2 separate regions of the Mus musculus genome follow, and region 1 is linked to region 2. Evidence: chromatin contacts called from public HiChIP or PLAC-seq data. All regions are on one chromosome and are shown on one strand. Each heading gives the region's core, a stretch centred on a gene start, on an enhancer-like site or on the middle of the called end of the contact. The rest is flanking DNA. Distances are from core to core; before and after follow the strand shown. Region 1 holds the start of Adar (adenosine deaminase, RNA-specific). Region 2 has its middle 26 kb from the start of Pmvk.

Evidence for each region. HiChIP or PLAC-seq counts read pairs in DNA pulled down with a chosen protein or histone mark.
Region 1: an H3K4me3 HiChIP or PLAC-seq map of bone marrow-derived macrophages shows a contact between it and region 2, with 4 times the contacts expected there. The contact joins the promoter of Adar here to the enhancer-like site in region 2. A contact is called at or near these places in 1 of 15 datasets of contacts at CTCF or cohesin (the NIH/3T3 cell line), 1 of 484 Hi-C or Micro-C datasets (nephron progenitors), 10 of 115 datasets of contacts at active chromatin or transcription factors (the 230-238 cell line, the SCID.adh cell line, T-cell acute lymphoblastic leukemia and 7 more) and 4 of 9 other capture datasets (adipose tissue, embryonic stem cells, liver and 1 more).

Annotation. Positions count from the first base shown.
Region 1 is chr3:89,729,281-89,731,980 of GRCm38.p6, forward strand. Adar (adenosine deaminase, RNA-specific) reads left to right here and starts at 1,438. Exons shown (of 15, transcript NM_001146296.1): 1 at 1,438-1,558. The coding sequence starts at 1,531.
Region 2 is chr3:89,484,015-89,486,714 of GRCm38.p6, forward strand. No RefSeq gene overlaps it. Among named protein-coding and RNA genes, the nearest start is that of Pmvk, 26 kb to the left of the region's middle. Within about 2 kb of position 1,322, at least 29 of the 459 cell types and tissues checked have an H3K27ac peak or open chromatin away from gene starts, as enhancers often do. A contact at or near this core is called in the SCID.adh cell line, bone marrow-derived macrophages, epiblast stem cells and 1 more, where this site is marked.

The sequences.
Region 1 (2,700 bases), core at 188-2,687, 250 kb after region 2:
GAAAACCTGGAAAAGGTAAACAGCCCCAGGTTGCAGTGGAGGTGCCACCTAGTGAGGCTGGGAGAGTTAGGACAGTTATCAAGGGAGCGAGACAAAGTTTAGGAATGAGACTGTCTGCGGGTCCTCAGTGGATCATTAGCCCCCAGAACATTCCTTCCATTTAGAATGCCTTGGACTTGAACCTGTCTTGTGCAATACATGATTGACCTTGGTTTTGCTTGGTTTGGGACAGGAGGTCTTCTTTCAGTATTGTTACATTGTTTCCCATCTGCTGCATTTGGCTGTGGTTTTTACTTCAATTGCTGTGTAATATCCTAAGGTGGGAACATCTGCTTATTTTAGTTTGATTGCTTTCAGTGTTGTGTAGCTTATCCTGCTAAATGCATATAATGGTTAAACCATGGGGTGTGTTTCTAAGTAATGACTTCCTGCAGTGACTGGGGTTGCTCCTTCTTGGTCCTCCTATGTGCTAGTTAATGGTGCCACACTGGTGAGTGGACAAGAACACCTACTCACTGTGACCTTTCCTGAGTTTCCCTGATGGCACAAGATTGAGCTCTTTTCCTGTGTTGATTGCCATTTTTTATCCCCCCCCCCCCAAGTTTCTGTTCCGCAAATTGTTTTACTTAGAGTGCACTATTATCCACTCACCTATGACTGTCTGGGACTCACTGTGCAGGGGATATAGGCGAGAACAGCCCTGCCCACTGGAGTGCCCCCGGGAGCACTGAAGGCAGGCAGCTATACCAAACAGGGAGGACATGATTGGGAGTGACTTTTGAGCCATCCATCTTGCCCAGACTGCTACATGCTGGGGCTTCTACTTACACTGTGTGTGCTGCTGGGTGCTGACGTTGTAGCATACACTAGATGCCCAGACTGCCATATGCTGGCCTACTTGCACCATGTGCTGGGTGCTGACACTGGTACAAACGCATCAGGTACCCAGGGATATGGAAGTGGAATTCCTCTGAAGTCTCAAAAACAAAACAAGGAAAGGGGGAGGAACATTCTAGGCTAAAGAACAGAATACGTGAAGGTAAAGAATTTTATCTACAAAAAGATAGGAAGTTTGGAGCAGCCAACAGGGGGAATGAAGGACAGGCTAGTGGGGACAGGGCATTGGCCAATGGTCACTCTAGGAGTGGACAGACTTGTAAATCTCGCAAGCAGTAGGGATTAAACACGGAAAAGGAACTTCCTCACAGGGCGGAGAGGGCGCTGTTGAGTGAAGCTTTCCAAAATACCGTGAACAAAAATAAGCTTGTCAGTGAAGTAAATAGCTCCCAAGCTCTCAGAGAACGTATATAGTGCCCTGCTAGTGGAGGTGGAGTGGTGAGGAAGGCGGTGGGCGTGGACTACGGCGGCCCAGCCCTTATGGTGGGCAGGATGCTGCTGCTCGGCTACCGGGAGCAAACCCCTCCCTCCTCTTGGCCCAACAGTTGGGCGGGGAAGCCTTTTCAAGGAAACGAAAGTGAACTCTGGGGAGCCAGCCATCTTACGGCCACAGGTGCGGGCCTTGCCGGCACTATGTCTCAAGGGTTCAGGGGACCCACAGGTAAGCCCGCGGGGTCTGCACCCTCATATCTGGCTCGCGTAGTGTGAATTACGAGGGTCACGTTCTCCTTCTCAAGCCGAACTGCCAGCCCTTCTGGGGATTTCTGTTCAGTTAGTTCTTGTAGCTTTGAGCAGTCTCAGGAAGGAGGCTGGTCAGAAGATAGACCAGCGTCTAAGCCAGACAAGGACCCAGGCCGGGGCAGACACCCCTTCTCTTTCTGCTAAGACCCCTGATGCCTTGCTGAGCCGCTATAGCCCAACATGAGCAACTTTTCTCATGATCCTCTTTGCTTTTTCAACTTCCTGAGAAATTTAAATTATCTCAACTAACCAGCAGGGGGAAGTCTTTTGCTTTATGGCCAAGAAGGGTGTCTTTCTGTAGCGCACTGGGTAAGCTTCGTGGAATTCTACTTAGCACTAAAATGAACTTGTGATGTCGTACATGAGCCCCAGCTGCAACGTTCTGAACAGAAAAACCCAGATTCCGAGGATTCATGCTGTGCACAGCACTGGATCTGTCATTCTGGAAAGCAGCGGGGATGGAAACTGACCCTGTGGTGGGATTAGGACTGTTCCTTGCCTTGGTTTGACCATGCTGGTTTGTTTGCTTTTGAGGCAGTTTCTACTTGTCTTGTGTTGCCTTGATTGCCCTTGAGCAAGCCACCAGTCTTTTCTCCCTAGAGCTGGAATTGCAGGCATGTCCCACCCAGGTTTATCCTTCAAAATTTTAAAAAGCTATATGGGATGTACCAATAGCCTCACACTTGATAAGCAAATGCTCTACTACTGTGTGTGTGTGTGTGTGTGTGTGTGTGTGTTGTAATTTGGGGGGTATGATGGTACTCATGAGGCAGAGGCAGGTATTTCTGAGTCCCAGGCCAGCCAAAGCTGTGTAGATGGCCTCAAAAACACAAACCAAAAAAACCCTACTCCAACAACCAACTTTTAATGTTGCAGATGTACAGGCACACTTGTACTTCTTTCTACGACAAAGGACAGCCTCGGAACTGGGCCCTCAGGCTTCCAGGAATTTTTCTTCTTGGTCCCCTATACCCTCAAGTGTCTCACAATTACTGATTTTTATACCACACTGTGTTTTGTTTTGTTTTTCTTGGGTTCTGGAGATTCAGATTCAGGTCCTTA
Region 2 (2,700 bases), core at 72-2,571:
CCAGCACTCGGGAGCCAGAGGCAGGCAGATTTCTGAGTTCGAGGCCAGCCTGGTCTACAAAGTGAGTTCCAGGACAGCCAGGGCTATACAGAGAAACCCTGTCTCAAAAAACAAAAAACAAACAACAACAACAACAACAACAACAACAAGTAGATTAAAAATAAAATTTAAAAAGCTGTCTGTACTTGAGACAGGAGAATTACCTGGATCTTGTAGCCTGGAGTACTTCATGTGGCCCGAGTATTCACATCAGAAGGGGGTGGGGGTGGGGTCAAGCCTCAGCAATGGAGTTGAAGAGAACTGACTCCCAAAGTTGTCCTCTGGCCTTCACTCACGCCTGTGTATTCCACTCTCCTCCTTCCATTCCTCTCTCCCCTCAGCCCCCCACTAATAGTTAATAATAGCAATAATAGTGATAGTTAATGATAAATGCAAGAGAACATTTGAAATGGAAAGAACTTTTTAAATTTAGCAGTTGTGGCCTCTGGGGTTGGAGAGATGGATGGTCCCATGGTTAAGAGCACTTACTGATCTTCTAGAGGGACAGAGTTTGGTTCCTAGCACCCATCAGGTGGCGTGCAGCATCTGTATGTCCAGCTCCAGGGACTCTGATGACTCTGGCCTCTGTGGCACCTGAACTTGTACAAGCATGCAGGCACAGACACACCCATACATACTTTTTAAACAAATTTCTTTAAAAATAAATTTAGCAGTTTTGGCCTCCCATGGCCTGAGCTACATGGGAGTTTGTATCACACAAAATGAATACCTCTGTACCCACCCAGACAGACAGACACACAGACAGGTGTTGTGCTTAGTTCCCTTCCACTTCAGGCAGTCCCTTTGCTTCAGGAACACAGAGCAGTCACCCTCTCTGCTTGGGAATGTGCAGTCCCAGCTCTTTGAGTGCCCCGATTTTGATGCAGACGTGTGTTGGTGACATCACTCTAGTGTAAGGTTGAGACGGTTCAGTCTCTGAGACTGTGTCACTTCGGGGAGTTGTGTGAAGGAGAGTTATTTCTGGAATTTTCAAATTTCGAGGACTCCAAGTTGCAGACGGCTGTTTATATTTGTGGTACTGAGTGTTCTTGTGGGTCATTCGTTTGCGGGGCATAGAGGCTAAAACTGACTTTTGGCAGGACCCATAAGGCCAGCCCACACCTCATCTGCGAGAGTCGCTCATGCCAGAGCCACCTGGACTTAGCCACCCCACCCGGGTTTCTCTGGACCGTTGGGCAGCGTGAAGTTGGGGCAGTGCTGGTGTAGCGTTTGGTTCACGCTGTTCCTGGCTATGGTCGGTCGGCGCGGTGTATAGACTTGCTGTGCTTGGGGCCGTGGAGCAAGACCGCCCTCTGTTGGCAGGGCCGGGTTTCTCCAGCAGAGCCCACCATCGTGGGGAAAAAAGAGAGCCAGATCAGGAATCCGCTTCTCTAGGGTCCTGGCTCCTTGAGGGGAGATGGTTCTGGAGGCTGCAGTGTTCATCTCTATCTCTAGCAGCTGACAGAGACTCGAGAGCCTCTGAGCTGTTTTGGGGGCACCTGCCTCACACTTTTGAAGATTTTGCGTGCTAGACTTCTGCACATCTTAAAGCTATAAATAAGCTGCAGTTAAATAGAACAAGTTCTGACCTTGGTAAAGACGCTTTTATAATGACAAGGTTAGTGTCGCGCAATGGCGGTGCATGCCCAACACTTGGGAAGCAGAGGCAGGCAGCAGATTTCTGAGTTCAGCCTGGTCTACAGAGTGAGTTCCAGGACAGCCAGGGCAACACAGAGAAACCCTGTCTTGAAAAAGAAAAGAAAAGAAAAGAAAAGAAAAGAAAAGAAAAGAAAAGAAAAGAAAAGAAAAGAAAAGGGAAGGGAAGGGAAGGGAAGGGAAGGGAAGGGAAGGGAAGGGAAGGGAAGGGAAGAGAAGAGAAGAGAAGAAAAGAGAAGAAAAGAAAAGATGAAATTAGCAAGCTGATAGCATCAAGTTGCCATCATATCGAAACTGATATTATTATTAGTTATATTATTACATATTATTAGTACATATTCTGGGGGTTCTTTAATGGACCAGGAATGACGGATAAGCAATAAAGACAAATATCACCAACAAATTCTATACTTTTCAATAAGAACTATTTTTTTTGTCTTTATTTTAGCAAACATCTGGTTAAAAAAATGTTCACTTAATTTGTGCTGTGTTGGTATTAGTCATCTAGGAGACAGCAGGACAGGGCTCAGAGGTAACAAGGCTTGACACAAAAGCTTGAGCCTGAGCCAGGATGAGGAAAGAGACAACCGGCTCCAGCAAGGCGTGCTCTGATGCCCAACACGAAAACACACAAGATGGAAAAATAAATGTAATTAAGAAAGGAACGGGAGCTGGCACGGTGGTGTAATGTCTTTAACGCCAACCCTTAGGGGCAGAGGCAGGGGGATGAAGTAAGCCCTCCCCGTGGGTGCTCAGCCTTTAGAATCATGAGCCGTCAGGTTTTCTAGTTTGTAAACTAAGTTTATAAACTTTTGTTTAGAATTTTTTTCTCTTTTTCTCTTTTTTTTTTTTTTTTTTTTTTTTTTTTTGGTTTTTCGAGACAGGGTTTCTCTGTGTAACCCTGGCTGTCCTGGAACTCAGAAATCCACCTGCCTCTGCCTCCCGAGTGCTGGGATTAAAGGCGTGCGCCACCATGCCTGGCATATAATTTTTATTATTTATTTA